Linked DNA regions of Gossypium arboreum: region 2 is linked to region 1. The links are chromatin contacts, called in public Hi-C maps. All regions are on one chromosome and are shown on one strand. The core of a region is the stretch at or near the end of the contact, and the rest is flanking DNA. Distances in the headings are between cores, read along the strand shown. Region 1 holds the start of LOC108459257 (F-box/kelch-repeat protein At1g15670-like). Region 2 holds the start of LOC108476961.

Region 1 (5,582 bases), core at 1,416-3,915:
CAACATGCTCATAACACCAAAGTAGGCATAAGTGTAGCTTACTCAAAATCATCCATACAAATCACCTATTATATATACTGATCTCATATCTCATACGTACCAATTAGGTACCTGTACCATTCACCACATGGTTATACTTTCCTCATTAGTTTAAAAACATAACGTTCACCGTTGAACCATTTAGAACACTACTGGATATTCATTAAGCATCAAACGTGGGTAAGGTGCCGATGCCATGTCCTAGACATGGTCTTACATTGGCTCATATCTCAAGTTGATGCCATATCCCAGACATGTCTTACACTGGCTTACGTCTCGAGGCCGATGCATGTCCCAGACATGTTTTACATTAGCTCTTATCTTATTGCCGATGCCATGTCCTAGGCATGGTCTTACACTGGCTCTCATAATGTGGCCGATGCATGTCCCAGACATGTCTTACACTAGTCCACAAACAAATGACCCAAACGTCATGGCATGAATATCCGATTTACTTCTTAAGGATACAACGAAATTTCCACTATCTCAATTATCATTATACATTCTCAATTTCACAACCAACAATTCATGCTATATTAACTCAATACAATTCAATACATACATTAACAATGTAGTTGTATTATTTACATACAACTTACCTCTAATTACAAAATGTGGCGACTAGTCAATTTAGTCGATTTGCTTGGCTTTCCCCCGGTCTAGGCTCGAATTCAGTATTTCTTGATCTATAATAGCAAAACATACTCATTGAATCAAGAATTAAATTTAAGTAATTAAAAATTCACATCTTCGATAAAATGATCATTTTGCCCTAGACTTTGACATAATGACCAATTTACCCCTATGCTCGAAAATCATTTTTTATTGAATTTCTTCGTATCTTAAGCCTATCTGAACTCTTTTTACTCTTATAGCAACCCCAAATTCTCTCTATTTCACACATTTATCATTCATTTTACAACTTGTGCAAAATAGTCCCTTTAGATGTTTTCATGGTAATACCTTTCACAAAAGTTGTCTATTACACAACTAAGACTCATATTCTTCCATAAAATTTCAGAAAACACCCTAAATGCTCTCATGGAAAAACCCTAGAACTTCAATCATTTTGCAAGATACACCGCTCATTTGAAAGCTAATGTTACAAAGGTCTCAAAAATTCAAATATCTTCAACAAAGGGTAGGAAAATCACTTACTTGTGAGTGCTTCAAGTTGCTGAAAATTTTAAGCTCTTAAACCCCTAATTTTTTCTGAAAATTCAATGGAGAAGAGGATGGGAAAAAGATGATATCTTTTCCCTTTATTTTATTTTTAATCTAGTCAAAATTGGTCACAAACTCACCTAATTTTGACAATTTTGTCTCCTCATTGACTCTATGGCCGGCTATGCCTTCTTCCAAGGGTCTATTTGCCTTTTAAAGACCCCAAATTTTGGTTCTCTAACTATTTAACACCTTTAGCTATCAATTTAAGACTTTTGCACTTTATGCGATTTAGTCCTTTTTCACAATTGGGCTCATAAACGCTAAAATTAATTCACCAAATTTTTCATGCACTAAAATAACCATGCTATGACTCTATTTTGATAATAAAATAATTTCTCTAACTTCGAATTTGTGGTCCCGAGACCACTATTCTAACTAGCCCCAAAATCGGGCTGCTACAAAAGTGAATAAGTTCAATCATAGTTGAACTCTCTAAACTCTCTCTATATAAAAAGAAAACTGAGTAATTATTTTTCACACATTTGAATTCAAGAGAAAGTTGTAGAGAAAATTTTCTAAAGAAGTTATTTTAGAAAATTTCTGGTGATATTTTTTATTTACAATTTGATTCAAAAGTTTAGAGAAATTGTGAAATTACCCTACTGGTAAGTTTTGTTAAAATTTTTTTTATTCGAAGCGAGCCCACACTCAACAGATGTGAGTTTGAGGATAGCAGAGAAGACTACTAGGTTGAAGCGCTCATCCTAGATGAATCGAAAATGTATAATTTTGATTAAGTGTTTATTACTTTAGATATCATAACCAAGACATTATTTTGGAAAAAAAATTAAAAAATCTATTTTCTCTAAATTTATTTTCTGTTACGTTTTACAAACCTGTTTTTTCCAACACACGTTATGCTAATGTACAAAGACTTTTTTAATAGTAAAAAAATATATTTTTAATAAAATGACCAATTAACTATTTGATCTAATGTATAAATATTAATTTACCTAGGGGTGAAGCTAGAACAAATTTGTAGGAGACCGAAAGAAATTTTAATTTTTATAATTTTAAAGGATTAAGTCAAATTTTTATAATTTTAGGAGGTTACAGGTAATTTTACTTTTACTAATTTAAAAATTTTAAAAAATTAAAGGATTTAAATAAAAAATTTCATTTTAGAGGAGAGTGAGGCCCAACCAACACTTAGATTTACCTCTAAATTTACCTATTTTTTAATTGAGAGAACAAAAAGAATTAAATTAATAATGAAAAATCTTCATGATACCTTTATCTCTTCTGCGTAAAGAATTAAGCTTAAATCTTCTTCCCTACATATAATTATAATTATGGTCATAATTGATAATATTAATTCAGAAATTGCAATGTAAATGATGAAAATATAATAAGCGATAATGCATATAAAAAAGTAAACAATAACCAAAAAAGAGAATAAAGAGGACCCACTGATGAGTTGTATCCAAGCTTATCCATATCACTATCTCAGTCAACTCTTTTTCCCCTCCTTCTCTATCCATATATTCACCCATTTTTTGTTCTTTGGATAATAATATGTCATTTTATTATATTATTCAACGAGTGCTTCCCTGGTTTACCAGAGGAAATCGGAAACGAGTGCTTGACTTGGTTTCATTATTCAACTCACAGACTCGCAGTTCGGGTTTGTCGACGATGGCAAGAGCTTCTCCAAAGCAAAGAGTTTTACTATCACAGAAAGCGTAACGGATATACCCAAAAAGCAGCTTGCTTGATTCAGTTACTTAAGTGCGACTCCGATCCTGATAGGTCCAAACCAGTTGGTCCCCCAAGATATGGGATCACCGTGTTTGAACCCGTAAGTGGAACCTGGGGTCGACTTGACCCGGTCCCTAAGTACCCTAATGGGCTTCCTTTGTTTTGTCAGATAACGAGTTGTGAAGGAAAGATTTTAGTGATGGGAGGGTGGGACCCAACGAACTACGAGGCAGTGCGGGACATGTTCATATACGAGTTCACAACTCAGAGGTGGAGACAAGGGAAGCAGATGTCGGAAACTCGATCCTTCTTTGCAGCTGGTGAGTTGGATGGACGCATTATCGTAGCGGGTGGTCACGATGAGCACAAGAACGCTTTAAGAACAGCGTGGGAATATGATGCAAGGATGTTTGAGTGGAAAGAGTTAAAACCGATGAGCGAGGAGCGAGACGAGTGTCAAGGGGTGGGGATTGGGTCGGAATTCTGGGTGGTGAGTGGATATTGTACGGACAATCAAGGACAATTCGAGGGGAGCGCCGAGGTAATGGAGTTAGAGACAGGTCAATGGGCCAGAGTAGAGGAGGCTTGGAAGGCTAGCCAGTGCCCAAGGTCTTGTGTCGGAGTTGGAAAAGAGAAGCAGCTCTTCAGCTGGGCAGACTGTGATTCGGCAATACGAGCTGGTGTTTGCTCGGTCCCCTTGGGAGAGTGGACATTTGTGTCTGGATCAGCTCATCAGGGTGGTCCAACAGGGTTCTTTTTGGTTGATCAACAAACTGGAAAGTTCAACACCATAGACGGAATTTCACAACAGGTTTCTGGCTTCATACAATCCGGTTGTTGTGTAGATATCTAAGCGAAGCTGCCGTGTTCAGTCCTTCGGTGAGCAAAAGCTCACAGTAACATGTGGATATAGTAAAATATAGCAAGGATTAGGCAGGAGTATAGCATTTGTTATCATCACCGCATCAAGGAAATCTAGCGGCATCATGATAAGAGTGTATTTCTTATTTCTGTATTAAATTTCGTGACATGAATCTGTACATTACCCTTGCCTTGTCTGTATATACTTTCTTCTTCCACTTCGGTTTTTGATTTTATGAACCGCAAAGATTAATGGAGGATCCAATGGATTTCTCCATTTCAAGCAGAAACTATAGTAACAACTTGCATTATATGGCATGATGCCACCACATCAACTCTTAACCATTACCCAAATCAACATGTCATCACAGCCACAGATTTGGGTATGCCGACAAGATTAAAAAAAAAAATAGGAAGCCTATCCGTAGGCAAAATGGGCCTACCCAAATCCCAACTCGGACTCCAACAGAAACAAGCATCTAATTACCTATCCAAGAAACGACACTGATAAATGAAAAATCTCAATAAAGATCATTTAAGGATGGCGAGCATTGTCAGCATAGAATATTCAAACAGCATGCTTATGTTTTAACTTTATTACTAGCCATAATCAGCACTAGAAACTAAACAATCAACTTTGAAGTCACTCATATACTGCTGATACAAACCTAAACTTAAATCATCTAGACAATTAACGTGGAGAAATACTCCCGGATACATACTAACCCAGCCACCTTCAAATCAGTCACCTAGAATAGTCCAAACTTTGACTCCTGCTCCTACTAAAGCTCCGGCTTGGACTCCTTGAGCCATAGGGTGACCTCGAGTAAGACCGTTCTCTATATCTCTTATCTCCAGGTGAAATTGACCTGTACAAAAAACAGAAGGCAACATCAACAGGACAATTCATAAAACATAAATGCTTAAAACAATAAGAACATTGAACAGCTGACCTTGAGTAACGTCTTTGCCTAGGAGGAGGAGAATAATAGTATGGACTGCGGGAGTAACTTCGAGCATATCTTGGTGATCGAGAATAACTTGGTGGAGAGCGCCTATAAGCCCGACCACTTTAATTAATATCATGAGCATAATTTACCATGTAATCAACATAAAAAATATGCTCTAATAACACACATAATTTCTCCAACCAGAAATCCTTAACAAATACAATTTTTTCTCCTGTCTTCCTAAATCCCTTTATGTCAACATCATCTAAGAAAAGAGGCTAAAAAGTAGTGGGGGTAAAATATGAGAAATGCAAAAGAATCCATTCTCACCTTCTGCGTTCTCTTGCCCTCATTTCTGAAGGTTTCTTCCTGTTTTCCTCAGCAAATACAACAGTAAGTTCTCTTCCAAGAAGAACATAGCCATCCATATGATATTTTGCATCAGCAGCATCAGCAGGATCTAGATACTGGACAAATCCAAAACCACGTGGTTGCCTGCATCACAAAAAAGGTAGCTCGCATAAACATAGCATAAATATATAAAGGTACTATATTGCAATTCATCAGCCAAACATGCTCATTGATATTCAAAATCACAACAATGATCTTGACTCCAGAGTATCACAAAAATCATGATAGCAAGTTAATGCTTCATACAATTTAAGTAAATATGATTATGCTGCTGCTAACCTTGTGGGAGCCAAATTTTTAATTGAGTTGATATTCTTCAAGACTTGCACTTCTTCACAATGAAATCAAAACCAACTTCCTTCCAAACTTGATGCAAATTAAGGTCATCGTGAACAG
Region 2 (5,331 bases), core at 1,202-3,701, 150 kb after region 1:
TTATTGTATGTTTAAAGTTGATTATTATTTACATGCTAACTTACTAAGCTTAAAGTTTACCCCCTTCCTTTTTCATCTTTTATAGTGTCGCCAAGCTAGCACGGGGATCGGAAGTCGACAGAGCATCGATCACACTATCAATTTAGCTATTTGGGAATAGTTGGTTTCGATATTTTGAATATGGCATGTATGGGGGACTTGGTCTTTTTGTTTATGTGTCATATTAATTTGGCCAAGTGTGTTGGCTTATAATGATTTGATGATTCATTTTGCATATGGCCATGAGATATGGCTTATATTGATTATTGGATTGTAAGCCTATTTATACATGCATGCATGTGCCTATGCCTTTGAGATGTAGTTTGTGATTGTGTATATGATGGGTTATGTTATTGGTTATCAATGCTTATTGATTTAATTGAGATGTGTTGGTACGATGATAACTAAGGTCCTAATGTGAGAAATGGAAGTAAACTTATAATTCTTAATGTATGAGAATTTGTAGGCTTGGGCTTGACAAACTATAGTGTTTTGTGTGTGTACTAGTCGAGATGATAGTGTCATGATCATGACTTGTTTTATTGTGTCTAAGTACTCAATTATGCCATGTTAAGTGCCTTTAAAGTTATGTATGTGTTTGAGTATATAAGGGTGGCAAATGACTTGGAAAATAGCCTCAAAATTGTCCATATGGGTAGACACACAAGCATATGTCTAGGTCGTGTGTGACACACGGCCTGCCCCACGGGCGTGTGATCCAGCCGTGTGTCTTTTGTACCTTAGTTTTGAGAAACAGAATCCCAGTAGCAAGCACACGGGCATGAGACACGGCCGTTTGTCTCGGCCGTGTGAGAGACACGACCATAGGACATGGGCATGTGCCCAGGCCGAAAATTAAATTTGTCACACAGCCTAGCACACGGGCGTGTGACTTGGCCGTGTGACCCTATTTTGTTGATGACGTCATAAACAGAGAGTTACACAGGCTGTGGACACGAGCGTGTCCCAAGCCACATAGGCGTGTGTGACCACACGGCCTACCCACACGGGCATGTGACCCTCCAAAGCATGAAAATTTTCTAAGTGTTGTAAAAATTTTGAAAGTTCTCAGTTTAGTCCCAAACCACTCTCAATATATGTTTTGGGCCTCGTAGGCTCGTAATAGAGATGATATGAATGTATATGAAAATTTTTAAATTTGAGTGAAAATTTATTTCACGGTTCTGGATGTTTGATTGAGTTTAAGTCCGGTAATGTCTCGTACCCTGTTCCGGCATCGGATATGGGTAAGGGGTTTTACAGAAAGCATATAAAAAATGATCCAAAAATTTTCGTACGAATACTAGACCAAAATATGACTGAAACTTATAAGTATTAACATGAATTAAACCTAAATGAATGAAACAATTATTTGCACAGAACATTCATAATATAAAAACTAATCAACTCACAAAAAATATTTGTATTGTTATAAAATAAAAGAGATAGAGAGAGTAAAGAATAAAGAAAATATGAGAAGCAATAGAGAATGTATTTTATTGATCAATGGAATTATTACAATAGTTCTCCAAAGTATCTATTTATAGGCATAATAAATATAAATGAAGTAGAGATCTAATTCTAATAACTATTAGAATTTAAAGTACATCAAAACTTATCTTGATCTTGATGGACAACCACTTAATAAGATATTATATATTTTTAAAAAATGAAAAAAACTCTTTAAAATTTAAATTTGAAATAAAAATAAAATAAAAATAATCTTTTAAAATATTTTAAAATATAAAAATTCCAAAATTTATTGTTATCTAAACCGGGCTAAATTGCTTGGATCAAGAATTAGGGATATTAGTCCAATGAGAGGTAAAAACTAGTTGACCCAAGAATTGGTATAGACTGGTTGAATCGAGCTAAAAAACTAGTTAAATTAGCAGTTGAACCAATTTTTATAAATTTTTAATATTTTATTTGCTTTGAACTGGTCGTTTCAAAAATCAATTGGTAGATCAATTCAAAATTAATTCAACTACCAGATCAATTGATTTTTTTAGCTCGATTCAAGCTGTCCGTACAAATTCGTGTGTCAACTAATTTTTTATCTCTTGTCGAACCGATGCCCTAGTCAATTTTTGTTCTAAATGGTCTGTGTTATCCAGCCTAAAAAAATTAAATTTTAGAATTTTTTTATATATATTTTATATATATTATATATTTTTGAGTTTGAAAGACTTTTTATTTTTTCATAAAGTTTTATTTAAAAATATATAATTTTTATATTTTTATTTAAAATATGAAAAAATATTAATTTAATTTTTTAATAGCTTTAAAGAGAAAAAAACTGAATATTTAAAGCTAAAAATAAATTTACCAAAATTTTAAATAAAATAAATACAAATATTTAATATCTCAAAATTAAAGAATATGTTAACTTTCAAAAGAGTAGAATAACAATTCAGATATTGAAATTATTTATAAAAGTGAGATAAAATAAAAAAGCAGATGGGATAATCTTGTAAAAGGGCAGAGGATTTGTGTCTACCGGATGGAGGAGGCGCCAGATTTTTTAGTTTCAACTATGAATTTTCATAAAAAGAAGGCATAATGGAGCTTTCCGTCCTTTTTTTTGCGTTAGTTTCGAGGATGCGGTTCATTTGTTTCTTAAACACTAGATTATGTCATTGGTATTTGGTGCTAATGGTGCAGCAGGGCACTTTATGGCAATTGATCGTCGTTATCTGACGTCCACTTTGGACAATTCCCACCACAAAAATCTAAAGCACAATTTCCTCGCTTCTTTATCTACATATAATATACATACCCAGTTGACTCAAAAGAGGAGAAAGAAAAGACATGGGTGTTGTAATCATTGACGGATCGACGGTGAGAGCCTTTGTGACTGACGACCAACAGTTCACGAAGAGCGTGGATGAGCGTTTCGCAGCTCTTGACCTCAACAACGACGGTGTCCTCTCCAGGTCCGAGCTTCGCAAGGCCTTCGAGTCTCTGCGTCTCCTGGAGTCCCACTTCGGTGTCGACGTCGCCACTCCCCCCGACGAGCTCACTCAGCTTTACAACTCCATTTTCGAGAGGTTTGATTGCGATGGCAGCGGCACCGTTGACCTCCAGGAGTTCAGATCTGAGATGAAGAAGATTCTGCTTGCTATTGCTGATGGATTGGGATCTTGCCCTATCCAGATGGTTCTTGAGGATGATGACCAAAGTTTTCTGAAGAAAGCTGCTGATCTTGAGGCTGCTAAGCTCGATCCAAACCATGCTCAAGCCTCCTGAATGATGCTCCCAGGTTGCTGAACTTGAATTTATGCTTTTGTATTTTCTTATCTTTTGCAGCTACTTTAGCTTGTTGGTATTTGGATCCATCCAAGTATATATGAATAAAAGGGTTAACGCTACGTTTAGCCCTCGAGCTTTAGGCGAATGTGAAATGCGTACTTAAACTTGAATTTCATGATACATTTCATCCAACCCTTAATTCGGTTAAAAGTATGAACTTATATGGGTAGCGTAAGGTTGAGTTGTTGAGATTCTGAAGGTATAAGTGTGAGTCCCACTACCATGTGTTTGGTTTTTCTTCCATATTTACTTTGGATTTAAGTACTACTTTGATTTTCAGTCTATAAACTCTATACATACACTTTAAACTAAATTGATTCAAATGCCTATTTTCCAAATGTATATGAATGAAAATTGTACTTGTAAACCCCTTCAAAATATATACATGTTTGCTGGGTTTTTGGGAAGAAATTAAAAAATATATTCATTTAATCCCAGAAATAGGGAAGAGAGAAATGAAACATATAAACAGTAAAGAAGAATGAAGGTGTACACAATGTGACAAAAACTTGCATTCACTTTTCTCTCTGATTGAATTTGGTATTAGATTCTGTGTATTTTTCCTTTGTTTTTGGTTGGAAGCATTTGTCTTCTTATGTTGTATTGATGAGTGATTGAGAATGATTAATTGGAGCGGATTCTGGTGATGTGTACTAGGATCTTCATTGCTATTGTTTTTTGGGCTCTGAGGAGTCTGTCTATATCTCATCCTTTTAATTAGCTTCAAAATTTATCCATCAATTATTTTAATGAAATATAACTGTCTGCATGATAATATATATGCTTCATCTTTTTCTTTTTGAACTTTTATCAACATTTTATATATTTTTTAATTTTAAATATTTTATAATTTTTAATTATTTATTAATGTGATATATATAAGGTAAAGAGTGTCATTTCAACTATGAGGGTATGTGGACTACGGCATAGATTGCTACACCACCATCATTAATCAACTTTTTTGAAATATTAAGGGTCAAATTTAGTTTAAAATACAAAATTAAATTAATAAAACATATAAACATTTAGGGTTAAATTTAATATTATCAAACGAAATATTGATTATTTAACGCGAACATGTAAGTTAGTTACTATGGAGCAATTGAACAAATAACCATTTTAATATTTTTAAAATTTGGCTTATATGTCAAAAAATATTTGAATATTAAAAATTAATTAAATTTTTATATTAAATTAGCATTCAATTGAGTCATTGTTGTTAATTAAAATAATCAATTAAGTCTTCGTTGATAGAATCCATAGTTGATCACGATGATCATTTAAAAAAAACAACGTACAAATATATGATAACACGTGACAATTTATGCTTTAATTTAATATTTTTATTAAGAATTATAAAAATTAAAATATTTAACAAATATTAAGATTGAAATAAACTTATAAAAATTATAAAAATAATATAAAATAATATAAATTTTATAAAAATATAAAAATCTAATAAATTCTAACAAAGTATAAAAATTATGAAAGTAATAAAACACAATTAGAATTTTAGAAAATGTATAAAAATTCTTAAAAGTTATAAAATTTCATAAAAATATAAAAATCATAAGTATTATTAAATATTAAAAATATATTGAAATTTATGTAAACTTATAAAAGTTATAAAATAATAATAAATAATAAAAACTTATGAATATTATAAAAATATAAAATATTATAAAATATTTATAAAGTTAATAAAATATATCTAAAATATTTAAAATTTTATAAAAACTTATAAAAATCATAAAAATTAGATATAATATCAAAATTCTAATAAATTATAAAGATTATAAAATAAAAAAGTCATTTAAACCCTAAAATCTTAATGAACACATGACATCACACTAACCATTGAATAATGGGAATATTCATAAGATCGTTAGGGTAATTTTCATGTTGAATAAAATGTTCTCAATATTCCAAAAATAAAATGATGATTGAGGGACCCTCTCCTCTTATTGATAAATTATTAAT

Evidence for each region. Hi-C and Micro-C count contacts between places; a contact is called where the count stands out from the background.
Region 2: a Hi-C map of leaf shows a contact between it and region 1, with 3 times the contacts expected there. The contact joins the promoter of LOC108476961 here to the promoter of LOC108459257 in region 1. A contact is called at or near these places in 2 of 5 Hi-C or Micro-C datasets (both in leaf).

Annotation. Positions count from the first base shown.
Region 1 is chr4:37,553,442-37,559,023 of ASM2569848v2, forward strand. It overlaps LOC108459257 (F-box/kelch-repeat protein At1g15670-like), which reads left to right and starts at 2,666. Exons shown (of 1, transcript XM_017758604.2): 1 at 2,666-4,043. The coding sequence starts at 2,666. The coding sequence ends at 3,817. LOC108460937 (serine/arginine-rich SC35-like splicing factor SCL33) reads right to left here. Exons shown (of 6, transcript XM_053027144.1): 4 at 5,106-5,270; 5 at 4,779-4,880; 6 at 4,334-4,694. The coding sequence ends at 4,571. It overlaps LOC128291540 (a long non-coding RNA gene), which reads right to left and starts at 930. Exons shown (of 2, transcript XR_008281379.1): 1 at 639-930.
Region 2 is chr4:37,702,624-37,707,954 of ASM2569848v2, forward strand. LOC108476961 reads left to right here and starts at 2,452. Exons shown (of 1, transcript XM_017779348.2): 1 at 2,452-3,436. The coding sequence starts at 2,851. The coding sequence ends at 3,288.